Linked DNA regions of Mus musculus: regions 1, 2, 3, 4, 5 and 6 are each linked to region 7. Evidence: chromatin contacts called from public HiChIP or PLAC-seq and promoter capture Hi-C data. All regions are on one chromosome and are shown on one strand. Each heading gives the region's core, a stretch centred on a gene start, on an enhancer-like site or on the middle of the called end of the contact. The rest is flanking DNA. Distances are from core to core; before and after follow the strand shown. Region 1 holds the start of Spdya (speedy/RINGO cell cycle regulator family, member A). Region 2 overlaps Togaram2 (TOG array regulator of axonemal microtubules 2). Region 3 holds the start of Togaram2 (TOG array regulator of axonemal microtubules 2). Region 4 has its middle 16 kb from the start of Smchd1. Region 5 holds the start of Xdh (xanthine dehydrogenase). Region 6 overlaps Srd5a2 (steroid 5 alpha-reductase 2). Region 7 holds the start of Ypel5 (yippee like 5).

The links. Promoter capture Hi-C pulls out the DNA fragments that hold promoters and counts their contacts. HiChIP or PLAC-seq counts read pairs in DNA pulled down with a chosen protein or histone mark. Capture Hi-C pulls out chosen DNA fragments and counts their contacts.
Region 1: a promoter capture Hi-C map of the HPC-7 cell line shows a contact between it and region 7. The contact joins the promoter of Spdya here to the promoter of Ypel5 in region 7. A contact is called at or near these places in 15 of 39 promoter capture datasets (the 3T3-L1 cell line, 3T3-L1-derived adipocytes, the C10 cell line and 11 more), 2 of 484 Hi-C or Micro-C datasets (the N1E-115 cell line and muscle stem cells), 7 of 115 datasets of contacts at active chromatin or transcription factors (astrocytes, cardiomyocytes, craniofacial prominence and 4 more) and 2 of 9 other capture datasets (adipose tissue and liver).
Region 2: an H3K4me3 HiChIP or PLAC-seq map of stem cell-derived neural progenitor cells shows a contact between it and region 7, with 7 times the contacts expected there. The contact joins the enhancer-like site here to the promoter of Ypel5 in region 7. A contact is called at or near these places in 15 of 39 promoter capture datasets (the 3T3-L1 cell line, the C10 cell line, HPC-7-derived erythroid cells and 7 more), 1 of 484 Hi-C or Micro-C datasets (bone marrow-derived macrophages) and 5 of 115 datasets of contacts at active chromatin or transcription factors (acute myeloid leukemia, embryonic midbrain, large pre-B cells and 2 more).
Region 3: an H3K4me3 HiChIP or PLAC-seq map of embryonic forebrain shows a contact between it and region 7, with 7 times the contacts expected there. The contact joins the promoter of Togaram2 here to the promoter of Ypel5 in region 7. A contact is called at or near these places in 13 of 39 promoter capture datasets (the 3T3-L1 cell line, the C10 cell line, HPC-7-derived erythroid cells and 6 more) and 10 of 115 datasets of contacts at active chromatin or transcription factors (acute myeloid leukemia, differentiating embryonic stem cells, embryonic forebrain and 7 more).
Region 4: a promoter capture Hi-C map of the 3T3-L1 cell line shows a contact between it and region 7, with 9 times the contacts expected there. The contact joins the enhancer-like site here to the promoter of Ypel5 in region 7. A contact is called at or near these places in 4 of 39 promoter capture datasets (the 3T3-L1 cell line, hippocampal neurons, maxillary cranial neural crest and 1 more), 2 of 484 Hi-C or Micro-C datasets (CD4 T cells and embryonic stem cells) and 3 of 115 datasets of contacts at active chromatin or transcription factors (embryonic forebrain, large pre-B cells and microglia).
Region 5: a promoter capture Hi-C map of adipose tissue shows a contact between it and region 7, with 3 times the contacts expected there. The contact joins the promoter of Xdh here to the promoter of Ypel5 in region 7. A contact is called at or near these places in 9 of 39 promoter capture datasets (the 3T3-L1 cell line, 3T3-L1-derived adipocytes, the SN4741 cell line and 4 more), 1 of 484 Hi-C or Micro-C datasets (uterus), 3 of 115 datasets of contacts at active chromatin or transcription factors (large pre-B cells, microglia and pro-B cells) and 3 of 9 other capture datasets (adipose tissue, liver and macrophages).
Region 6: a contact with region 7 is called in a promoter capture Hi-C map of pre-B cells, with 4 times the contacts expected there. The contact joins the enhancer-like site here to the promoter of Ypel5 in region 7. A contact is called at or near these places in 9 of 39 promoter capture datasets (the 3T3-L1 cell line, 3T3-L1-derived adipocytes, the C10 cell line and 5 more), 1 of 115 datasets of contacts at active chromatin or transcription factors (thymic regulatory T cells) and 1 of 9 other capture datasets (adipose tissue).

Annotation. Positions count from the first base shown.
Region 1 is chr17:71,550,109-71,553,667 of GRCm38.p6, forward strand. Spdya (speedy/RINGO cell cycle regulator family, member A) reads left to right here and starts at 1,953. Exons shown (of 7, transcript NM_029254.1): 1 at 1,953-2,033.
Region 2 is chr17:71,690,324-71,693,682 of GRCm38.p6, forward strand. It overlaps Togaram2 (TOG array regulator of axonemal microtubules 2), which reads left to right. Exons shown (of 20, transcript NM_177087.4): 5 at 203-414; 6 at 1,123-1,313. Among named protein-coding and RNA genes, the nearest start is that of Togaram2, 19 kb to the left of the region's middle. Within about 2 kb of position 1,493, at least 64 of the 459 cell types and tissues checked have an H3K27ac peak or open chromatin away from gene starts, as enhancers often do. A contact at or near this core is called in hippocampal neurons and stem cell-derived neural progenitor cells, where this site is marked.
Region 3 is chr17:71,671,429-71,675,016 of GRCm38.p6, forward strand. It overlaps Togaram2 (TOG array regulator of axonemal microtubules 2), which reads left to right and starts at 1,833. Exons shown (of 20, transcript NM_177087.4): 1 at 1,833-2,071.
Region 4 is chr17:71,489,235-71,492,953 of GRCm38.p6, forward strand. No RefSeq gene overlaps it. Among named protein-coding and RNA genes, the nearest start is that of Smchd1, 16 kb to the left of the region's middle. Within about 2 kb of position 1,932, at least 45 of the 459 cell types and tissues checked have an H3K27ac peak or open chromatin away from gene starts, as enhancers often do.
Region 5 is chr17:73,948,160-73,951,686 of GRCm38.p6, forward strand. It overlaps Xdh (xanthine dehydrogenase), which reads right to left and starts at 2,037. Exons shown (of 36, transcript NM_011723.3): 1 at 1,919-2,037. The coding sequence starts at 1,969.
Region 6 is chr17:74,019,227-74,022,797 of GRCm38.p6, forward strand. Srd5a2 (steroid 5 alpha-reductase 2) reads right to left here. Exons shown (of 5, transcript NM_053188.3): 4 at 2,158-2,308. Among named protein-coding and RNA genes, the nearest start is that of Gm24475, 20 kb to the left of the region's middle. Within about 2 kb of position 1,520, at least 22 of the 459 cell types and tissues checked have an H3K27ac peak or open chromatin away from gene starts, as enhancers often do.
Region 7 is chr17:72,835,138-72,838,590 of GRCm38.p6, forward strand. Ypel5 (yippee like 5) reads left to right here and starts at 1,491. Exons shown (of 3, transcript NM_027166.6): 1 at 1,491-1,654.

The sequences.
Region 1 (3,559 bases), core at 703-3,202, 1.3 Mb before region 7:
CCCACTGGCACTGGTTCTGAAGTGACTCCGAGACTTAATTATTTATGAATAAATGCCTAGGCCATAAGTTTTGGCTCATTTTCCAACTAACTTATAACTTATATAATCTGTTTGTTCTAGTTTGTGTCTGCCACATGGTTGGTTACCTCTCCTCAGTTTCATATGTCCGTCTCCTCTTAGTCCAGGTGGCCGACCTTAACTGCTCTTGGATCTTTCCCAGAATCCTTTCTTTCTCTGCCAGATGTCCTACCTTCTATTTCCTGCCTCAGCTAACAGGTGATGCTTCCACACAGTACATAAGAGATTCTCTCTACAAGTTGTCACATCCTTGGAAGTGCTAAAGCACTGTGTGCACAGTTCCCAGTTTACCAATATCTTGCTTCATCCTCAATACATGCTTGTGAAGATACAGCTAAGATGAGGGAGCAGGTCCTCGGGATAACTGGGGTGGCTGGAGACTAAGAACTGAATTCTAGCCCAGCGTGGTGGCGTACACCTTTAATCCCAGCACTCGGGAGGCAGAGGCAGGCAGATTTCTGAGTTCGAGGCCAGCCTGGTCTACAAAGTGAGTTCCAGGACAGCCAGGGCTATTCAGAGTAACCCTGTCTCAAAAAACAAACAAACAAACAAACAAAGAACTGAATTCTATTTGGGTTCCTTACTTAAGGTACTTTCTGTTGTGCCATTTGCTAATGGACCTGAGATGTTTACTCATTTTCATTTTTAAAAATTGAATGCTTATGAGTGTCTTGTTTGCATGTATGCATGTGTGCTACATGTGTGCCTTATGTCAGCAAAGGCCAGAAGATGATGTTGGATACCCTAGAACTGTAGTTACAGGTGGTTGTGAGCTGCCACATGTGTGCTAGGAATTTGAGCAGCAAGTACTTTTAACCATAGAGCTGTCTCTCTATCCCTGAACCTGAGATCTTAACAACAGTCGAATTAGCTCCTACTCAAAGGGCTCATTGTATGTATGTTTAGAATATTTTTTACATTATTATGGAAACATACCTTTTCAGTGTACTTCAGCATCACGTAGCATCAGTTTCCTTAAGTTCCTGACTCAGTGTTTCTTGTTAGAGATTTTATAGGTGAATTGATAGCCTGAGAGAGGTTGAAGATCTAATGGGCTGGTAACACTTTTGTCTAAGCCATTAACATTACCATGACCTTGGTTTTATCTACTCAGTCACATTTTAAGGAAGTTCTACAAAACACTGAGTACAGGTAGCTAAAAGGGGGAAGATTCCACAACCCAACTCATGTTGTCTGTTAATCTCTGGATGTATGGACCAACCCAAAATTCCACAGAGAGTCTTAATTACCAGTTCAGTTACTAGTCTACTTGAGTTTGATAACAAGTCAGAACTGTATGGTGCTCTCATACTATATATATAAAGCAGATTCTGAATTGGAGGGGTGGGACTGGCAAGCGTTGATTATGCACCAGCTATATCCCAGGAGTCTCAGGAAGGCACGGGCATGACAAAAGGAGCATTTAGGGCTGTGAATGGAAGAACGTTGCCCTTTGCTCACTAAAGGCCACTTTATTTCACACCTTTTGAGCTAGCATGCGTGGGCTCTTTCTCCTCTTACACACTTGTGCACAAGGGAAGAAGCACCCAGGTCCAAGGCGCGAGCAGAGAGGCAGGGAGGGGGAACGGCAAGCAGCCCTGGTCCTTCAGGGCAGCCCAGTCCCCTCGTCCTGTCCGGGGCTCCTCAACCGCTCCGCACAGCCAGCGTTCGAGGGAAAGCGCGACCGCATCAAGATACAGAGAGCTGGAGCGGAATAACGGCAGAAGGCGGAGGCGACCCGGTCAGCGAGGGGCGGGGCGGGGCGATAGCGCAGGCCCCGCCCTCGGCGGTTCCCGTGCTCTGATTGGCTCCCGCGGCCGCGCGCTCCCGGCCCTCCGCTTGAGGTTCTTAGGCGGGTTTTGCGGCCTGCGGCTAGCGACCCAGCACGCAACCGCCTGAGGTAGATCGCTGAGGCGGAGGCTGTGGGGCCGCTCGCTCTTCGCCGGCCTGCGCAGGTACCTTCACCTGCCCGCCCGCCCGCCGGGGCCTGATGGCGGGGTTCTGGGTGTCGCCTGTGCCCTCCCTCTCGCTCCCACAGTCCTGCGTGAGGAGGCGGGGACGCCTCAGCCCCACATCCCCGCGGCCTCGAGCAGCCCCGCCGGCCCCAAGGGCCGGGCATCCCGGAGGCGGGGACGGGAACTGGCGGTGCGGGGCGAGAGGAGGGAGACCGGGCAGTGCGGCTCCGGCGGGTGGCGCGGGGTTGGTGCGCGGTGGGGAGCGAGGCTCGGCCTCTTCACGGGGCTGAGGGATGAGTCCTGCCGCTGTGTCCCGTGTCCCACGCCCCCGGCCCGAGTCCTCCCGGGCTGGAGTTCTGAGCTGTCGCGTCTCATCGCGACACCTTTAGCCACTTTCTCCAAAAGTACGAAAGTTTTCCTGCCTACCTGCCCCCTGTCGTCAGCGATTGACTGTCAGATGCTCACACGGAGAAACTATTTCTAATATATATATATGTGTGTGTGTGTGTGTGTGTGTGTGTGTGTATGTATACGTGTGTATACACACACACACATATGTAATATATATAGTAACCACTAGCCATACACATACATATGATCCTGTCGCCAGAGTTTCTTCAGATGCTTACAGAATTCAGCTGTATGTACCAGACAAACAGAACCCCAGACCTCACACACCCGGACATCGTCTTTATGAATTTTGCTGTGATTTTTTTTTTCCCAATGTTGGGTCGAATGCATGCCACTGAGTTGAAGGATCTTTAACTTTTATGTTGTGAGACTTTTCCTTCAGAGGTCCAAATCGATCAATATCTGCTCACCCTAGACAGGGCATTCGTGACAGAGCAAAGTAGGGATTCCACCCAAGTCCGCTTTGGTGAAGCCCGGGTTTACAAGGGTATCTGTGGGAGAGGGCTTACTGACAGATAGAGCCTGTGTGGCTCAAGCTGCGTCCCTGAAAAGTCCACCCAGCTCAGGGGAAGCCCTGGGAAAGCTGCCGTCCTTACTGCTTTAGAACCTTGGACAGGGGCCTGTCGACTCTTGGGAGTTGTTTATTTTTCTGAGTCTTGTTTCGTTACTTCGTCTTAAGCAGCTTCCCTTTAGGACAGAATGTGTCTTGTTTGGAGACAATCAGCGAGCTTCTCTTATTTCCCCGTTCACTCTTTCTCTTGAGAAATGCCTCATCGTTTTTTCACTTGTTCTTTATTTCTTCCCTCTTGCATTAGAACTCTTACTCATTGATGCATCTAAACAAAGAGCTAAATTTAAAAAAAATACAGCAAAGTAGAATTTGACACAGGCTGCAGTTTTTCTTCGTAAGCTCTTAACTGCACAAACTTTGATTCAGTCTTTATGAACTTTAGTGAATCTCTATTTGGGAATTTCAGCCATTTCCTTTCCCTGTTTTCTCAAGTCTTAGATGAAATAATCTGATACATGAAGTTTGCATTTTCTTATTTTGTTTCAATATAAAAACATTGTTTAAAAGTCACTTACCATTGAGTAAAACTTAGCTCCTGGACAAT
Region 2 (3,359 bases), core at 243-2,742, 1.1 Mb before region 7:
TGAAAAGGGACCCGCAAAACCCGCTGCTTAGCTAGTGATCTGGTGGATGTTGGGTGCCAGGCTGGAGGGAGCCCAGCTCTTTCCCCTCCCCCTCCATCATCCCTTCTTCTCCCAGGATGTGAGGCCTAGGTTAGTACAGCAATCACCCTCAGCTCTCCGTGCTCCAGGTACTAACTTCTTCCCCCATCTTACCCCTGCTCAGCCTCTCTGGATCCGGTGGGAGGCCCCAGAGGGGTTCCTCTGCGGAGCACAATCCCCCGCACCACCTCACAGAGGCTCCTGAGGGTACCCAGGCCGATGCCTCCCATCCAGAGCATTCCCACCACCCCTGAGGCCAACAGTGCTAAGGAGAAGGACCTGGACCCTCCTGGAGGCAGACAGGATCTCCAGGACCCGGGAGCCAGTGCCCAGGAGGTAAGGCAGCTCTGTGGCTCCCCATTCCTTTATCAACTCTTGTCCCTGTGCCCCGGCTAAATGTCTCTAGACAGTCCTCAAGACCAGGGTGGCATTGAGACCCTCATTTCACGTCTCCCTGTAGCGTTCCAGCTGTTACATCTGGCCTGAGAGTGGTGTGTGTGTGTGTGTGTGTGTGTGTGTGTGTGTGTGGTTGCCTGAGAGGTATGGGGGCTACAATCCTTTCTGTCCTGGAGTTGGTGGACCCAGGCTTTCTTTGGTGTTCATGTTTTGGGATTTTTCCCGGTCTTCTGCTCATCTCTTGCTTAATGCCAGCTTGTTGGCATGGAGGAAGGCGTTGGCATCGCCTTCCCAGAGCTGTTTTGTACATCTGTAAAAGCAGAGCTTTGAATTGGGGGTTTTAGAGGGTCCCTTCCAGCTCTACACAGTCAAAGATTTTTCTGAAATGAGAAGATTAAAAAAAAATTAAAATCCAAAAAATAATTAAAGCGACGGAAAAGCTTGCCAGTCTTCCTACCTGGAGTGGTTGGGAAGGGGTGACCTTCCCAGAGGGGTTGGAGTGGGGCTAAGAGACCGAAAAGGGAAACAAGAGGACATTTCCCAGCATCCTCTCACCAGCTGCCAGGAGATGCTTTGTGCGAGGTTACCAGGAGCAGAAAGTACAGTGTGAGTCATGCTTCCAAGGACCAGGCTCCCTCCCCCTCACAGGTGCAGATTTCCAGGCAATACTTACACTGCGCTGATGAGAAGATGCACAAGTCTTTAGGAGGCCTCGTGATCCCACCCATTCCGAAGGCCCGGATGCCCACAGGGACCTCTTCCTGCAGGCCTGGCTCCTTGCCCAGCCCCCTGTGTCCAAGCCAGGATGTGCTTATGGGACCAAAGGCCCCACATACGCGGTAAGCGGCCTACTTAAAAATCTCAAGTCTGTTTGTGGTCATCTCTCCTGTAACTTGTCTTGCCCCCCACCCCCCTTCCCTTGGGCTCCTCACTGCTGAGTCACCGTGGCTGGCACAGTCTTGAGGCACCAGGTTTGGAAAGGGTAAAAATCCCCTCTTGTGAATGGCAGACATGCGGAGACCACAGCATTGTTGTTGCGGCTCCTCTGATCCTGGACTCTGGCTGGCTCTGAAGGCATTCATGACCAGTAATGTGGGCAGTAACTTGTTTTCTAGTTTCTCAATGTCTACAGTTGCCATAGTGATGAATAAAATACACATTGTTTTAGGGCATGGTCAAGCCCATGGTGGCTCTCTCTTATTTTGTATTTTCTTAACTGACAGATACTGAAACCACCACTATTATCATGTATAATGTGTGTATAATGTATATAGTGTGTGGTCATGTGTGTGTATGTTTGCATATACATATGTGTGGGTATATGGGTTTTTCATAAAATGTTTGGACTTCAAAAGGCTCTTCATACCCAGAAACAGTTGGGGCAGAGGCTCTAGGTTATCATGAATCTGCTCGTAAAGAAGACAGGCAGAGCCTTCTAGACGGCTATCAGCATCCAGTGGCCAGCCCAGACTGATACCCCAATTGGGTATGTAAGAATTCCTAGGCACATGCCTGTGAGTGTACATCTGTAATCATGTTTGTGTCTGTGTGTGCATTTGTATACACACATGTGAGTGTCTGGGAATGTATGTGAGTGGGCGTTCAGCCACTATAGGTCTGCCTTTCCCGGTGCGGCGTATGAGTGTACATTTCTGTTGCTATGATAAAACACCACACAGGGTCAAACAAGTTATGGAAGAATTTACACGGACAGAGAGTTCTGGAGGGTAAGAGCCCACGGTGGTGGGGCAACATCAGGCATCATAGCACAGGATGCCGAGAGCTTACATCTTGACCCTCAGAGCGAGAATACCGGGAATAGCTTGAGGCTTTTTAAATCCCAGAGCCCACCTGCAAATGGCATAACTCCTGTGGGCAAGGCCACACTATTCAAACATTGCCACTACCACCCCCCACCCCATCCCCGCCCAAGACTCTGGGGCACGTTTGTCACTTAAATCACCACCTATGGTTGTCACATCCTCCTCCTGCATTTCTTTGGCCTGATCTTCCAAAGTCTTCCATTTCTCTCTGGCTTTCCGAGATCTCCTGTTTCCTGGGCTGCCTTCTCTGGTCACAGCCATGTCTCTATCTTTGTCTGGGCCCTGCTAGACTGTGGGACCATGTCCCTGCACTTGTTCCTGGATGGGAGCTCTCTTCCATCCTCACCTTCACACTCACCTCTGCACTGGCCTTCCTTACCACGGGACGCTTCTCCTGGCACACAGCTTCTCTCCCTCTCTCTGTAGCATTAGTGACAGAGTCTTCGATCTCTGTCCAATGCCTCTCATGACCTTTGTGGCTGTGGCTAGGGTTGACATTTTTCTCCTCTTTCTCTTGGTTTTATACCCATGTCTTGATCTTCCAGGCACTCTCCTACATGCCTTTCATCTGTTGCTCAAATCTGCCCATCCTCAAAATTCCTGGTTTTTTTTTTTTTCTTTCTTTTTTCCTGGAGTCTTTCCTCGTGGCTATGATCTCCAGGGTCATTGGGCTCTGGGTGACTTTGCCATGGCCTGACCTCCCCCTGGAGACCCACACTCTCCCTGGGACTTCTGGTTTTTCATGGCTTGCTGGTCAGCATTAGAGGAAGTATGATGGAAGGGAATGCATGTTACCATGGCAACACGAGGCACCTCCTGCTTCCCCAAACTGCCCTTTGATGGAGGAGCTGCCCTTTGCCTACTTCAGCAGCCTGGCTCTGGCTTCATGTGCTTCTGGTGCCTCACTGAGTGTCCCTCCCCATGCTGTCCTTGCAATAACAAGGCACACAGAAGCTCCCATCTGTTTCTTGTCCCCGCCGCTGCCTCCCACGCTGCCTCCCATGTTACACTCACAGCTGCCTCTTTTTCTTCTTTTTTCTTTTTTTCGAGACAGGGTTTCTC
Region 3 (3,588 bases), core at 583-3,082, 1.2 Mb before region 7:
AGAACTGACATGTCTTCCACTGACTACAGTTGCCAACCTGGGAAGTGACAGAGATCTTCCTGAGAGGTTTCGGAGGTGGAGGGAGTCCCTGAATGTGTCGGAGAGCTTGTGAATCTACATCTTTAAGCTGTTTACTTAATTTATTTCAAGTGTTCCTACAGAACTTTCTGTGAGGCTGGCATGATGGTGCACACCTTTAAGTCTTAGCATTCAGGAGGAAGGTACGAATGCGTTTCTCTGTGGGTTCAAGGCCAGCCTGGTCTTCACAAAGAGTTCCAGGCCAACCAGGGCTACAGAGAAAGTTCTAGAAGAGGCTGGTTACATTGAAAGTTCTAGGACAGAGTTACTTACATAGAAAGTTCTAGGGCAGCCAGGGGGCTACATAGAGAGAAAAAAAAGAAAGAAAAGAAAAGAAAAGAAAGAAAGAAAAAGAAAAGAAGAGGGAAGGAGTTACTGTGGAGGGGATACAGCCCTGTGTGGGTAGTAAACCATCTATCTGGTCGCTCAGTTCCTCCCGGGGCAGCCTGTGCTCTCTGCATGTCCCCTGGACTCTGGAGGAGGGCCCCCAGGCTCAGGAATTTGGTAGCAGTCAGCTTCTCCCTCAGAGGACCCTGCTGGCGCCCTCTGGTGGGACCACTGCTCTCTACAGGTAGATAGCTAGTACTTTTTTCTTTTTCTTTTTCTTTTTTGAGACAGGGTTTCCTCTTGTAGTCCGGCCGTCCTGGAACAGGCCGGCCTCAAGTTCAAAGATCCTCCCCCCTCTGCCTTCCGAGTGCTGGGATCAAAGGCGTGTGCGCGCCCCTCTCCTGGTTTTCCATTCTTACTGGCAGGCCACTAGTGGCCTCGCTTGCTCTTGGAGCTTGCTCCTTAGAGAGGCTTCTGGATGGTCCCCATGGACCACAGAGAGGAAAGCGTTGTACTGGATGCATTTATTCAGCAGCTAGGCTTCCTGGGAGTGAGGCAGCCTGTTCCAGACTCCTCCGCTCCGTATTCCTGTGTCTGCCGAGCGGACTCCTCGCTGAGAAGTTGGAGGGGTTGCCTAAAAAAAAAAAAAAAAAAAAACCCTTAGTGTTTGGGCAAGTGGTGCTTTGAAAAGCTGTGTGCTCCTCCCCTGTATGCCTTGGAGGGTGGGCTGGAGAGGGTCAAGAGAGGGCAGGGCAAGAGGCAGGAACAGTTGCTATCTGAGGGGATGACACACCGGTGCACGGAGGGGCTCCTCGAGGAAGCACACACAGAGACTTCAGAGTTCCCAAATGTTTGGCTTTCGGCTACAAAAATATCTCTGTGGAGATAAACAGAGGGCCTATTCTGTTCTGGACAAACGCTGTGCTTCTTCCTGGCAGTACCATTTTATAGATGAGGGAAACTGAGGCTGAGCAAGGTTAAGCCCTGGTCATAGAGCGTAAAACAGCAACAGCAAAATCGAGGTCAGACCCGGCTCTGCTTGCTGCCTGCCCCTACCTGGCCTTTTGCCTACGGAGGCAAGCTGATGAGCAGAGAGGCCTCTGGGGCCTAGAGGCCGTGTGCATAGGATCACCTTCCTATGGCTCCTGCCTCAGTCTGCTGTACATTTCTTGACGCAGCCACTACCCAGTGGATCCCAGCTGGCTCTGGGATGCTTTCGTGCATTATCCCTCCCCCATGCTTTGTTGTGGCCCTAGAGGACAGGTTGGCCTCTGGGGCGTGCCCAGCACCGGGGGAAGCCACGGGGGAAATGAGGCCGAGGGGAAAAGTCTTAGTGCTCTCTCTCTCTCTCTCTCTCTCTCTCTCTCTCTCTCTCTCCTCCACACAGGGACTTGGGCTCCTTCAGAGAGCGGTTGCCATGCAGCCGTGTTTATTCAAGAGGAGCCTGGCAGAGAGCAGGAGTGTGCCAGCCGCGGCTGTGGGCTTTCTTGTACCTGCTTGGACAGAAGGCCGTGGCCTAGGCCTCCTAAGCTGGCCCTGGGCCAAGGCAGGCCAGGTGGGTGATGCCCTACCCTTGCCTCCCTCTGTGCAGGGACAGCATTGTTTCCAGAGAGACTAAGGACCCTGGATTCCTCCACTGACAGGGGATTGGCCTCTGGATGGAGAGGTGAGAGATACTGGCGTTCGCTCACCGAGCTGTTTGGATGGGAGGGCCAAGCCTTCGAAATCCTTTGAAGGAGGAGATCTGAACTTGAAGCAAGCAAAAAGAGCATAGTGAGGGGAGAGGGAAGCCGTGTCACAGTAGGAGATCTCTGCCTCTCTCTGGGTCTCTCTGAATGAGGCCAGACATGCTGCTGGCTGGCTGGTATGAGTCTAGGAAGAGGGCTGCTCTGGGCTGCTCCCTTCCCCAGGGTAGTGACCCTTGGCAATGGTTGGTTCTGCTCCTCTGGGCTAAATTCCCTGCGGGTGCTGAGAACGATGGTGCTGGCAGGAGTGGGGACAGTCCTAAGCTTGGGGACTAGAGCACCGAGTTACAGTGAAGGTTTGGAAAGATTCTGCTCTGGGTTTGAATTCTGACACCAGACACACTTACTGGACTATGGGGCTGGCGTTTGCACCTCTGAGTCTCAGTTTCCTTGTATGTAAAAGCTCTCCTGTCCCTGGTTTTGAGGGTGGAGATAGGTGGGCACTTGGCCAGCCCAAGGCCAGCGTGGAACTTTTGTTCTTGTGCCGCCAAGAAAGTGGAGATCGGCGTGTTTCTTGCTTGATTGATTTTGGTCTCCTAACACTGTGGTTCTACTGGCTACCATCCAGAACGAGGCCCACACTGATGGGAGGGGATTTGGAAGGGTGACTGTTTATTTTCCGTTTGTCTTTTGTGAGGCAGGGTAGCGCAGGCTGGCCTGGGAGTTGCTAGGTCACTGAAGATGGCTTTGAACTTCTGGTACCCCTGTCTCTCCAGAGCGCTGTGATCACAGGTGTGCCACTGTGCCTGCCCTCAGAAGGCCTCATTCTTCCTCAGAAGCGTAAAGGGTGAAGAGAGCTTCTATCTGTCTGGGCGTCAGTGTGGTAGCCATGGACCATGCTGGCCTCTGGTCCTAGGTGGGGGGAGTGACAGGCCCATAGCCAGGTCATCTTAGTCCTACATTGTTCTCACAACTGGCTGGAGTTCAGTCCAGGGAGCAGCAGATCCGAAGCAGGAGAATGTGGAGGAGGACTGGAGACGGGAGGATATGACCTAGGCTCTAATGAGACTTGCTTTTCAAGGCATATCGTCCCATCATTCCCGAGGGCCACCATTGTCAGGCAGTAAGGTATACTGTTTGTGATTCACAACCGGGTTCTGGGACAGCTATAAAAAGGAGTGCTGCCGGGGCCTCTGACCATGGCAGACCAGCCCATGGGACCTCTTTGTCCTTATCACAGCCACCTCCCGAATAGGGCTTATTACTCTCCTAGTTTCTTCTTCTTTTAGTACAAAGCCCTACCACCCATTTATGTGTTCCCAAGGATCCAGTTCATGCTCGCCTTCCTTCAGGTGCTTGGTAAACAGTGCCATAGTCAGTCATTGGGGGGGGGGGGGGAGGAGGAGGGGGGTTTCCTCCACTGAACTTACCGCTGTGGTCATCTGTGGCACAGTAAATATAGCAATCCTTTATTTTCATTGCCCTGTCTCCCGACGAC
Region 4 (3,719 bases), core at 682-3,181, 1.3 Mb before region 7:
CCTGAAAATTAAACATTCAAGAGAACACTTTTCTGCATTTCTTTCATGATGGAAAGAATGAAGGTGTTGGGGAAGAAATGATCTGGAATTCTTTTCCTGTCTTCTAAACTTGAACTTACTCCTGAATGCCGTGTGGCAGAAGCTAAGTCACCTCGTGATAAAAACAGTAGGAAGGCACCAGGTATAGCCTACATGGCCATTGTCACTCTAGTGACATACTTCCACCAACCAGGTGTCACCTAAAGCTTCCATCACCTTCCCACACAGCACCATCAGCTGGGGACCAAGCATTCAACACATGATCCTCCAAGGGGACATTTCACATTCAAAGCCGACGCACTCCAAAGATGCTGAATAAACCAGGTTTGGTGTTATATGCCTGTGATCCCAGCAGTCTGGAGGAGGAGGTAGGAGGCAATTCAGGGTCTGAGTGTACTACGAGAAGATACTTTTCTACCTGTGACGCTGAAGAGACACCGTAACCATGGTAACCCTTATAGAGAAAAACATTTAATTGGGCCTGGCTGAGTTTCAGAGGTTGAGTCCATTATCATCATGACAGGAAGCATGACAGCATCCAGGCAGACACGGCTCTGGAAAAGGAACTGAGAGTTCTACAACTTGATCTCCACAAAGCAGAAGTAGACTGTCTGCCACACTGGGTGTAGTTTGGGCATAGGGAAACCTCAAAGCCTGCTCCCAGAGTGACACACTTCCTCCAACAAGGCCATACCTACTCCCACAAGGCCATGCCTGCTGATAGTGCCACTCCCTGTAGGCCGAGCATTCAAAGACATGAGTCTACGGGGGCCATACCTATTCAAATCACCACAGTAATAAAGGATTTGTTTTCCTAATAAAGGATTCGTTCATCCCTCTGGTAGCACACTGCTGTTTGAGTCTTTTGTGTGCATGTTTGTGTTCATGCACGTGTGTGCAGGCACATGGAGGTCAGAGGCCCACTGGAGGTATCTTCCTTTATCTCTCTTCATCAGATTTTCTGAAACAGGGTTTCTCCTGGATCTGTCGCTCACAGATGAGCTATGTGGACTAGCCAATCAGCTCCAGGATCCACTTGTCTGTCCAAACCCCCAGCACTGGGGTTAGAGACACCCCACCATGCCTGGCTTTTTATGAGGGTGCTAGGGATCTGAACTCAGGTCGTCGTGCCTACACAACAAATATTTTACACATCTGCTTAATCTCCTGTGGTTTGTATTTTCTTGATTTGTTTTGCTTTTTGAGATAGGGTCTCACTATATAGTCCAGGCTGGACTGAAACTGGGGGATATCCTCCTGTACCAGCCTTTGGGGTGCTGGAATCACAGATATGTACAACTGGCTATATTCTTTTTAAAGATAGAGAACCCCCAATGTTCTCCAAGATGGCCTTGTTTTTAAAAAAAAAGTTTTATTTTTGTGTGTATGAATGTTTGCACTGCATTTATGTAAGTGTACCATGTGTGCACAGTGCCTGTGGAGACCTAAAGTCGGTGTCAGATCCCGTGGAACTGCAGTTACAGATGGTTGTGAGTCACCATGGGAAGGCTGTGAACTGAACCAGAGTTCTCTGCAAGAGGAGCCAGTGCCCTTAACCACTGAGCTCTCTCTCCAGCCCCATGAGGTGGCCTCTTTGGCTCCTGAACAGGCTGTGTTTTCGTCCTTTCTCAGGAGAGATCACCTAACTCTTCCCTTCCCTCAATGAGCCGTTACAGGCTACTTTCTCTAGTTGTATTTTAACCCTGCTAGGCTCTAGTGGGTGAAGTGGCTTGCTTTAAAGCTTATCTCTCTCTTTCATTCCGAGGCTGGAGAGTCTATGAAGGATAAGCAGCTCCAGGGTTACAGACTTTCACAGCCTTGGCACATCCTGTTCTCCACCCACCCACTCACCCAACCACCCATCCACCCACCGACCCACACACTCAGCCATTTTACCAGCCCACATTTACTCTTATCTTCCTGTCCCATGACACCGTACCCTGGGTTAGTGTTATGTTCCTTGGCGACGTGAGAGCTAAAGTTGCATAACATTTAGTTTCTTTTGCTTTGTTCATGTCACCATTTTGCTCAATTCAGCTTCTTGGACAAGGGTTTGATTTCTAGAATACTTGGCAGAACTGCTTTGCTCCTTCCACTGCTACGTGGTTTCTGGAGATCAAACTCAGGTTACCAGACTTGGAGAGCAGCACCTTTGACCCACTGAACCAGCTCACTAGCCCCGAGGCCTCACTAAAATATTTACCTAAGACTGAGAAGCAGAAAAGCTGCTCTAAGTTCTCTGGGATTCAGGTTATTTACCTTCAGTCTAAATTCTCTCCAGGCCGCCTTTGCATACACACACACACACACACACACACACACACACACACACACACACACGTGCAAGTGTAAGACAGGATCCCAGGCTGGCCTCAAACTTCAGATCTTGGCTACCTTAGCCACCCAAATTCTGGGATGACAAGCATGTAGTATCACTCCCAGATTTTAAGACTTTTATCCTAGAGAAGTTTAATTTTTATTTATTTATTTTTACTTTCTTTTATTTCTTTTTTGGATACATTTTAAAAAGTAGAATACTTAGTCCCAGCTACTTGGAGACTGAAGTGGAAAGCTGAGATCACTAAACTTGAGACCAGCATGGACAGTATAGGGTGACTCCACCTCAGAGAGAAAACAAAAAAGCTGGGCATATCTATCTATCTATCTATCTATCTATCTATCTATCTATCTATCTATCTATCTATCTATTGCTTAGAATCTATAATCTTAGCTCATAGGAGGTTGAGACAGGAAGTCAGCCATGAGTTGCCAGACCCATCCCTCAAAAACAAACCAACAGAGCTGAAGAGATGGCTCCGGGGGACCCAGATTTGATTCACAGCAAGGGTAAGGTGGCTAAAATCCATCTGCAATTCCAAGGATCCAATATCCTCTGGTCTCTGTGGACATAGGCATGTATGTGGGTCAGACATACATGCAGGCAAAAACTTATACACATTATTAATAATAATAAACAACTAATCCAAGCAAACCCAAGTGTTAAATCTAGCAGCAGAGAGCCATACCATGACTCTAAATTCCATAAATTTCATAAATGGTATTTATTCTAGGGATGTTTTGTTTTTCAGACAGAACTTCAAATTGAATTCAGGGTCTAGGGAAGTGCTTATCCACTGAGTTACAGCCCCAGGCTGAGAAAGTGATCATATGGAAATATTTAGAAAAAAGTCACAATCCATGTCCTAGAATCCCTACAAGTTATTTGATAAAATTTAACCATCAGCCGGACGTGGTGGTGCACGCCTTTAATCCCAGCACTCGGGAGGCAGAGGCAGGCAGATTTCTGAGTTCAAGGCCAGCCAGGGCTACAGAGAGAAACCCTGTCTCGAAAAACAAAAAAATAAAAAATTAAAATATAAATAAATAAATAAACAAACAAACAAACAAATAAATAAATAAAACTTAACAGTCAAGCCGGGTATGGTGGTTTATGCCTTTAATCCTAGCACTCAGGAGGCAGAGGCAGATCTCCCTCTGTGAGTTTCAGGCCAGCCTGGTCTACAAAGAGAGTTTCAGAACAAGCAGAGCTGTTAAACAAAGAAACCTTGTCTCCAAAAATCAAACAAATCAAAAACAAACAAACAAAAAAAAACCCAAACCAAACCAAACCAAACCAAACCAAACCAAAAAACAGTAAAGGAAAAAGAAGGGATACTTTT
Region 5 (3,527 bases), core at 787-3,286, 1.1 Mb after region 7:
CACAGGCACTTGGTGTCTCATACCTGAGCCCTCTCTAAGCCCACTGGTGCAGACAGAACCATGCAGTGTAGAAAACAAGGAAAGGAAGAGGTGCCCTGAGGAGAACCAGCTGCCATCTTTCTACCGCTCGTTTGGTAATTTCTTTGCACAATCTCTCTGGCCCAATGCCTAGAACATCTTGAAGAAGGAAATGAATCTGAACTTACTCAATCTGCCTGTGCTCACTCAGATTGCCTGCTAGCTCTGGCTTCTTACTACTCACCAATTGCCCTTACTTTCTTCATCCTTCTGGAGAGCTCACACCTTTTTAAATGACAGGCTGGCTATTCCTCAGGATAACCTGACGGGACCAGAAGCTCCCAGGAATAGAAGGGATTGGTGTGATGCTACACTCTAAAAAAATCTAAAAATCACTTCTCTCCAGTGCTAGTAAAATGCAAGGAGAAGCAATTTCAGCCAAGCCAGTTCACCTCAAAAACACTCCTTTCTAGAACCAGAGGCTGACACTAAGCTATCCCCCCAGAAGAACTGTGGGTCACACATAAATCAACACCCGACCTTAGAGCAAGATATGACCTTCAGAACACTTTGAACCTGCCACTAGCTCACTGGGAAAAATTCATTTATGAGCATCCCAAAGATGATGATGTCTGTGTGTGCACAGTATTTCCAGGGAGCCAAGTTAACAGCTGTTTCCTCACCTCTGTGATGCAACCATTGGGCACAAAAGACATTTAAAAGATTGAGTTCAAAAGCCTTACTACCATCAGCTTAGGCATTTCACCCTAGCCCTTGTCTTGGTCCAAGCTTGCCCAACACACACACACACACACACACACAAAAGCAATATATCAGAGAGATTCAGGGATCCAGGGATGGGGCCACTCCCACTGAATCCACAGGCTTTACCGTACTGGTGTTGAAATGACTCCTAAAGTTTGCGTGCTAGTTAGCCAAGCAGATGCTGGCAGTCTAAGCCCTTAGGAATTCTTGAAATCACATGTCCATTCTTGCAAATTTCTTCAGAAATTACTCAGTCTCTTTAATCAACACAAAAGTGTCAAAATAAAAAAACAAGTAAAATTGTTTGGGGAGGGGGGGAAGCCTTTGGCCCACTCATGGTTTATGAAGTCCATGTGGCCAGTTACAGTGGGGGAAATGAGGGTTCTTCTCCTGTGACCTCAAGTGGGGAGCTGCAGTGCTGGGAGTACCTTGAAGGGAGGCCAACAACGCCAGAAACAATACACTTAGCTTGCTCCTTCTCTCCCTGCACCGAGTTGACCTTGCAAAGATTCTCAGGCTATCAGGGATTTTGTGGACCCCATACCACTTTACCTACATTCACAAGTGCCGTTTAAGGGGTTTGCAATATTTACATATAGAACTGAGAGATGGTGATGGAGGAGTCCTTTATGAAAATAATGACAATAATGGCTTGCCACAAGGTGTCAGTATATGTTGCCGCACAGTAAATCAGCTCTAGTTAAATCTATGTACAGGATCATATATCAGAACCAGTGGCTGTGTGTGTTTTATGTTCCGGCATTAGCATAAAAGTGCCCGCCTCCTGCTGTTTGTATTAAAGAGAGCCACTGAAACACTAGAAACAGAGAAGAAACACAGAAATAGGGAAGTGCTGTTGCCTCCTCCTCTCACCTAGACTCTGTTCCTTTTCCCACCTCTGAGCCAGTGTGTCCTCTAGCATAGAGTGGCCATCCCTCTCTCTTCCCTCCCCTTCCTCCTTTGCCCTCTGAGCGTCTTGCCTGTGTTCATCTTGCTCTAAAGTTACCAAACTACAGCAATATCTTTTGAGGGGTAAGATGAGACCAGAACACATCAAAGTGTCCACACAAGAGAAGTGACACAGGTCCCCTTTCAGACAGCAGAATCTCTAAACCAAAGGTCAACTGCCACTTACCTTTTTGCCATTCACAAAGAAGACCAACTCATCTACCGTTGTCCTCGTCATCGTGACGGCCGGAGTCCCCGAGCTGCTGCGAGGTGCTTGTAGATATCACTGCCTGCAACTTGAAAGATACGCCTCCCAGCAAAATGAAACAAAGTTAGCCAATGAGAAAGAAGCAGCTCCAGGCATGGACAGCTCTTGGCAAGAGTCACAGGTTTGCACAATCCAGGAAGGACCAGACAGCCAATCCACAGATCCTACTCTGTCCTCCTAGTCAAAGTGCACAGAGGAAAGTGCAGCCGTAGATTAAGGAAGCCTGCATCTTGGCACCAGATGACTGTGAATTCTGGGCACCTGCCCTTGTGAAACCTGCTTCATCCTCCTCCCACTTGCCATACCAGGAAGAGCAGGGAAGGAGCAGTTTGCCAGCCACTGAGGCTGATTCACTCTCTTCCCGTTCACACTTGTTATTTTCCCAAACCGGCTCACCCTGACACAGGCTCGCCACTGGCCTGCACAGCTCACTCTCTCAGGGCCTGGCAGAATGTGAAGGTCAGAGACACAGACCCTTATGTCCAGACTCAAACCCTGACCTTTGACTACAGCCTGTCACTTATCGCCTGCAGGACTCAGCTGTTTCTTCCTGGAAAAGGGACATCAGGATGACACCAAAAGCAGAAAGCTGAAAAGCAAAAGGTCTCTCGGGCGTGCCTTATAAACTTGCAGAGAATGGAAATAATCACTTTTGAACAGTCACAGGAACAATCCCAATAACAAATCATGTTCCAGAATTTCACAAAACTTGTCAAATTATCAGAGGAACTCATACACCAAAACATATTACAAGCACCAAGTAAATAAAATAAGCTAATACAACAACACCCACCACAGTCTGTTAATAGAGCTGAGAGCCCCCAGCTCCATCAAGGACCATTAGCTTCTGGTGTAAATGCCTATGCACAGCATCCACTCAGACAACACTCGTGGGCTCTCCTTGCTCCACCTCCCACCACTCCATTCCACCCATCTTCACATCAGCAGGCACTCTGTCCTTCCCCAGCCCTGCAGTCACTCAATCACTCAGCCAACCTACAGGGACACATGTGTCATCGTCCTGGAAGACCACAGAAAAGGAAGAAAAGTGCATGGTCAGATGAGCCTGGTGCAGCAACAACATTTTGGGAAACAGGACTCCTGGGACAGTCACATCATCAACACAACGCCCCTTTGCTGGCACAGCCCTGACGGAACCAAGAATGAACTTATTTGTCGGTCAATTGATATCCCAGTTTACCCTTAGACTTATGCACCAAATCCCTTCAAGTTTCTCGGTCCAGGATATTCTGGTCATCATAAAACAGTACTTGCTACCCGGAATCAAATTCCTTACGAAATGGGCAGTTTGGCTGTCTGGGGATGTTAGTGACATGCCTGGTAGGGCTGTTGTTGAAGATGATGATGATGATGATGATGATGATGATGATGATGATGATGATGATTATGATGCTTCTGAGACCAGGAAATGGAACTAACCATCCCAAGCCCAGGATAATCCTTCACAATAAAGAGTTGTCCAACCTAACATGTCAATCAAGTAGAGGCAGAGATGTGGTGACCTGGA
Region 6 (3,571 bases), core at 270-2,769, 1.2 Mb after region 7:
ATGAAAATGCCACGAGGCTCATTATTGTGTCTAACTAGACACCTGCTTACAACAAATAAAATTTACAAAAAGCATGGACAACGTTAACTTCAGAGAATCGGCAGCATCTCTTGAAAATATCCCTTCCAGGAGTTTGGGGATGCAACTACTACTATGGATCTCATTTTGCCCTCTAAAAGGTAGGTTGCAGTCCTAGCTCCCAATGCCTGAAGATACAGTCTTATTTTGGACCAACAGTCATGGCATATGTAATGAATTGGAATAGCTCATACTGATGCAGGATGGACCCTTAATCCCACAGATCTGCAAAGAGACATGAAGGAGATATAGGATGAGAAGGTCACAGGAACACTGGTAGAGATTGGAATGAGTCTACCCCAGCCATGGAGAACTAAGAACAGTGAGTCTCCACCAGAACTGAACAGAAAGAAGCAAGGAAGCAAGCCATTCCAGAGAGCACAGCCCTGCCTATCCCTTAAGGCCAAACCTCTGGTCTCCAGAATTCTGAGAAGATAGATATTTTTCCCCTTGCTCTAAGCCATGCAGCTGAGGTCCTTTCCTGTGACAGCCTGAGGAAATTAATGCTGACCAAGTTGTCCTCTTAACTGGTTGAAACTAATGGCCCTCGAGGCATAATAAAGACAAAATGCACTCTGCTAAAGTGCTTTGGGTTTGAACTGGAAGACAAAAGTGATCACGCGTGCCAGAAGAGCCCGGTCTGCCCTGCTTTGGTTTGAAAAGACCCTGTGTGCTCCATCTCCCCCGCCAACGCCTGCCATTGCTTCAGGAGCACCGTCACAAAGCCCTCTTAGTCCTAGTAAAAGAGACACCCCTGGCTCTCCCTCCGGGAGGAATATAACCAGACAGCCTCAATTTGATTTTGACATTGCACCAGCTGGAAACTCCTGGTGGAAATATTGACGGAGAACTCTGTCTATGCTCTTCAGAGACGCTCCATGTACCAGGCAATGCCCCGACTTCTGTCATTCGTTTACTGCCTCTGATGGACAGCAGGTTCTCCTGAAGTGGGCTGTTGCCATGTCTCTCAAAGGCTGTGAACCTTGAAACCCTGTCCCTTTCGAGACAGGAAGTTGTAGGATTAGGTCACAGGAGAAACTGCTGCTTTGCCTATTTCCAAACTGGCCTCAGTTTCTATTCAAAAGGAGCTTGTGCCTCATTTAATCCTAAAAGCTATTAGAAAAATCATTAGCCAGACAAAAACACTGAGGCGAGGCAGAAACACCAAGGAGAAAGATTAAGATGCGCTCAGCTCAGTCCTTTAATCCATGTGTTCCTTCTTGGTCTCTAGGCATTCATCTTTCTATAAAAGTTACTTGAAAGTAAGCAGGTGACGTCCTATCACCTCCTACCTTGAGAGGGACAGGGTTTCAATGATCCCTAGCCCCTCTCTACCCCTGGATTAACGATTTGTTAGACCAACCCTCCAAGGGGGTGGGGTGAGGGTAGGGGTGTGGCATAATGGGACCTTAACTGCCTGCAGTTCCAACATGTACCAGCAGATGGAGCACTCGGAGCTCATCTGCTTTCCTTGCTTGGTGATGGCTGGCAATGGTCTCATCCCTGGAGAACAGACACATCAAGAAATACAGTGGAAGAGAATTGAACTGAAACGTGACATTTCTTTCACCTCTTAACCCACTATCTGAAGTTTCCAGCCAGGTGGTAATAAATCTTATTTGGAGACGAATACTTCTATGTAGATGCAACGACCTTGTGACACTATTAACTGTCAACCTGACCCTTAGGGGGTAGTCTGGTCACACCTGTGAGGGACTGTTTCTATTAAGGATAGCCTCAGAGAAATTCCTGTGAAGGGTTGTCCTGATTAAGTCCATTGATGTAGGAAGACCCGTCTTAATTTTGGCAAGGCTTATTTCCCTCGTGAGGGACCCTGGACTGTCTAAATGAAGAGGGGCAAACAGAGCATATATGGTATGTATGCATTGATTTGTTTTGCTTTCTACTTTTGACTATAAAGGCAATGTGACCGGCTGCTTCAAGTTCCAGCCACCTTGACGTGCATAGCCCGGAAGATGGAGCCAAACGGGCCCTTTCTTTCTTACGTTGTTTCGTTGTAAAACACTATCAGATCAACAGGAAACAAAACTAAGACAGACCTCTCTGTTAAAGGTTTACCTGTGGTGGTAAAAAGCTTGCATCCCCAGGAAACAAAGTGTGAAAAATGCAAAAGCAAAGGCTGGAACAGACCAAGTGGCCAAAGCGTAGCCCATCCATTCAATAATCTCGCCCAGGAAATTGGCTCCAGACACATACGTAAACAAGCCACCTGTGTGCAGAAGAATCAAAAAAAGACAGCACTCAGAACAGCGTTACCGTGACACTGCATCCCTGTGTCTCATTCCAAAATGCACAAAGACAGGCAAAGGAACGTAAAGCCAGCATTCAGAGGAAGCTTTGCAGAGACGCAGGGAAACTAGCCCCTTGTCTGGAGAATGTTCTGGAATCCTGAGGAGTGGCCCTATCTCCCTGAGGGGCTTCCTGCCCGTTTCTTTACAAGGGACCACCAGCTTCAAGCAAGACAAGCAAGAGGTGCCGAAGACCTGCTTTTTGTCTCGTTTCATGAAAGGACTTCTTCAGGCAGCTTCTTCCTAAGACTTTCCTGGCAAGGTCAAATGCCAACCACTAATGGTGCATTCCAGCCCCACAAAGTGAGACTTAACATGTGTGAGTGATGTGATTCTTGTCTGACCCTCTGATTGTCCACTACCCGGCCCCCTACACTATACACTGTTCAAGTTGAAAGCAGTGAATATTTGGCTTGGGAAAACTCAGCTGCTGCTAAGTTACCCCACAAGATATTTCCTCTCTCAGAACTATCTAAAAACCAAGCTATGTCCAATGACATCCAATATACCCACACTCAAACTTTATGAGCCATATTAAACTAGGAAAGCTGTGACCAAAACAGCTTTTCTCCTTCTATAATTACATTACATTGTGCTTTTAAGTCATTCTATCTCGGTCTCATAACTCGGTTAAAACCCTTGGCAGTCTGGTTTTGTAAGAACTGTCTCTGCTTATCTTTACGTAATTATTAAGCCGAAGTTTTAAAGTGTTGCTGTGGTTGGAATGTGAGTGCTGCCCTCAGATTCTTGTGGACACTTTGTCCCCAGCTGGTGAAATGTTTCAGAGGGGTATAGAACCTTTCAGCCATGGGCCCTTGCTGGCAGGTGGAAGGCTATCAGGTATGGACTATAGAAAGAGAAAGACAGCCTGGTTCCTGCCCAAGTTCTCCACTCTCCTAGCTGCTATGGAGATTGAAGCAAGTCACTCCATGTTCCTGCCACCAATGACAAGAACTCCCCTAGTACGACAAGGCTCCCTCGCCTAAGCTTCCTCACTTGGACGCTGTGAGCTGACGTCACTCTGTCCAGTAACTTTGTCCCAGCTGTGCGCAAGCTGGCACAAGGAGCGAGCTTCTTTCTATTGCTTTTTTTTTAAAGATAACACTGTTCCCCTACCGTTCTGCCCATGACACCTTTGACTGTGTGAAGGACCCTTGTCTATTGCAAAGGGTCTGATTAGCCAT
Region 7 (3,453 bases), core at 241-2,740:
TTTCCAGAGTGTCATGACAATAGCTATAGACCAGTGTACACAGCTCTAAGTTTAACAGTCTTGTATTAAATAAAAATAAAGGGATTATAAGAATCTCCCAATATACCCCAAAATGCTTTTTTTCCTCCAGCAAAATTCTCTTTAATCTAAACATAGTCTTTTATCTTTGATGGTCAGAGTAGCTTTTTGTTTTGTTTTGTTTTCTCGAGACACTATGTAGCTTTGGTTGTCCTGAAACTCACTCTAGACTAAAGGCATGTTCTACAAAACCAGGCCACAGTAACTCTTTATTTTATAAATGAATGAAAAGTACTGAAGGATTTAGGGTTAAGTATCAGGGTTTTGTCAGAACACATATTCTATGCTACAAATTTCAAGTGCTAGTATATATATATGTGTATAATTTATATATTTTATGTTTATTTAATACATGAAATATTTTGAGGTATTTCTGTCATCTTTATGGACAGCCAACAGAGATTTAATTACCTGGGAAAGCCAACGGAATGGCAAAAATTTTCCAACTTATCTTAAACATGGTGAGGGAGGGCTAAGGGGACAGCTGTCTTTTTCAACAAGACAGTTGATCTCCACATAAAAGACTTAAGTTTTTGAGAATTACTTCAACGGTCAAGAGAAAACTTGGGCCGGGCGTGGTGGCACACGCCTTTAAGCCCAGCACTTGGGAGGCAGAGGCAGGCGAATTTCTGAGTTCGAGGCCAGCCTGGTCTACAGAGTGAGTTCCAGGCTGTCCAGAAACCCTGTTTCGAAAAACAAAGAGATAGAGACAGAAACAGAGAGAGGGAAGAGAAGAGAAAACTTGGAAAGTTTGTAAATAGAACCAAGCACGCTGAAAAAAACCTTGTTTACAATGAATTCCTATATACCGAGACACAAAGAGTTCGGGATTTGTTTAAGGCAATTCGTGTAAGCCAAGAGAAAGTGGCCTGATGGGATGGTAAAACGGGCATTTCAACCTAGGTAGCCCTTTAACCTCAATACCAGCGTTGACTAGAAAACAGCCTCTTGTTTTCGCTTCTTCTAGGCTTCCTTGGCTATCAGGAAGCTATGGCCTCAGCCGCCAGCAGGTGACGCCGATGACGGGCAATGAGTCCCAGCTGCCGCAATTACCAAGGCTGAGGCGTCTCCTTTAAGAAGCTGACTCACGTGGATGCTGTGTTGTGTGCGCTCAGCTGGGAGTGGGGGGCGGGTCCTCACTCTCACTACATTGGCCGCCTCGGCCGAGGAGGCAGACTTAGCCTCCTTGATTGGCCGTAAGGATGCAAGGTGTCGAATTAGAGGCGGGGCGAGCGGCGAGGAGTCCGCCCATCCGCTGCGGCTTCGGGGTGGGGTGGGCGGCGGAGTGTAAGCGGGCAAGGGTGGGGGGAGGGCGAGCCCGAGAAGGGGCGGGGCCCGGCGGAAGGGGCAGAGTGCCAGGGAGAGGGGCGGAGCCTAGAAATGAAGGGCGCTGCGGGCCAACCGGGAGAGCCGCCTGAAGGGAGGGCGGGGCCACGCCCGGTGATTGACGCCGAGGCCCGACCGAGGAGAGGCGGGGCCAAGGCCTGACTAAACCTGAAGACTTGGGAGGCCGAGGTGGGCTTCGACCCAGCTGAGGAGCGAAGAGCTGCTGGCAGCGCCGATTCCCAGCACGCCGGTGAGTACGGCGGTGGGCGCCGGGATCGGAGTCGGCTGGGGCTCGAAGCCCTTGGGCCGGCGGCTTCGAAGCCTTCGGGGAGCGGCCCGGGGCGGGGGCCCAGGCAGGAAGTGCCTCTTCCCCTTCTCCACTCGTCCAGGGTCCTGGCCGGGCCACCAGGGCAATTCTCAGGACTGTGGGGCCGTGGGGCCGCGGGGCCGGGCCGGGCGGTCCTTCTTTGTGAGGCTGTGGCGCGGCGGCCGCCGCCGACCCGCCCCCGCCGCGCAGCGGAGCGCTCCGCGAGCCCACAACAGCCGCGACCCCCTTAGCGACCCGCGGCCCCCGCCCGCCCGCCGCCCTCGGCGCCTGTCGCCTGGGCCGCCGGTCCGCAGACAGCTCTCTCCGTGACACCCCCACTTCCTAGGCCGCCCCGCCCCCACAGCCGCCGTCCCCGCCGCAGCGTCGGGGGCGCGCCCGGGCTCCGATTCGGGGCCGGCCCGCGGGCCCGCGCTCCAGGGCCGCGCTCGCACCCCGCCCGCCCCGCCGCTCCGGAGGCTCGACTCGTGCTCGGGTGTCTGGGCTGTGGGCCGTGCCCGCCTCGTCGGTGCTAGCCCCTATCACGCTGCCCTCTGGACCCTGGGCGTGGGGAACACTGCCCGGTAGCCTGCGGGTGCCGAGCGCCCGGTCGCCCGCGCCTGCCCAGCTGTTCCGCCTGTGTTTGTTGTGCCGAGGAGGCCCCGCCGCCGCCGCCGCGCGCTCCGCCTTGCGCCGGGCGATTGGCTGGAGGGAGTCACGTGGGCGCGATCAGCTGGGCCGGCTGCGGGCGGTCGGCTTGGCGCAGACCCCGGTGCTGCTCGGGGAGCGGACCGGGAGGCTCTTTCCTGCTGGCTGCGGTGGGCACGCTCCTGCACACCCCGTTACTCCACGCTGCTGTGCAGGTTGGTAGGAAGCCTGAGTGTTGCCAGCGGGAGTGGGAAGCCGCAGTAGTACCCAGGTCTGTTTCATCCGGACGCCAGACTGATCTCCTTTTGGAGTGACAGGAAGGAAAGGTGTGCGACTCATTTATTTTTTATTTTTAAACTTTTTGTTTCTGTTTCCAGAGCCCTCTTGGAAATCTTGAGGATTTTTATTTCTGGTGGCTTTTGACAGATGGAAAATCTGAAAGTAATTTCAGGCTTGCCTTGCTTTTGGAAAATAACTGAACTTGGCTGGTTCAGGTCAACCGACCTTATCAGATCGGTTTTTTTTTTTTTTTTTTTTTTTTTTTTTTTTTGCATAGCCCCATAGGCGGGATTGCAACTGCATTACAACATAGAAAAAGTCGAAATCTTCTTGGGTGCATATTTGTGCCAGATGTGAAGTGCCTTGATATGGGTTGTTTTACTAAGAATTAATCGCATATGTACCTACAGTTTACTAGGTAAGGAGGAGATTCCAGAGGAGGGGAATTCTCTCTGGACTCCCAATTTAGTGAAAGGTTACAGACCAATGAAATCGAGAAACCGTGCAGGACCAAATATTGGTAAGTTATGAAATGAGTGTTACAGAAGTTCAAAGATGGGGCAGGGAGACACCAGGAGGAGGAAGTAGGAAGTATTCTGAGGAGAACAGATGTTGGGCCTAGAAAATGAAAAGCCTATGGGTTGCTGTTGGCCAGAAAGGCTTAGGAAAACCATCCCTGGAGCATTGACTCTAGCAAGAAGATGGAATATGTACAATTTGGGGTGAGTGTGTGTGTGTTGCAAGAGTGTGCTAGAGCACAAGGTATTTTGTGCTCTTTGGAAAGAACTAATGCAGTTGTTTCCCAGAAGAGCCTTACA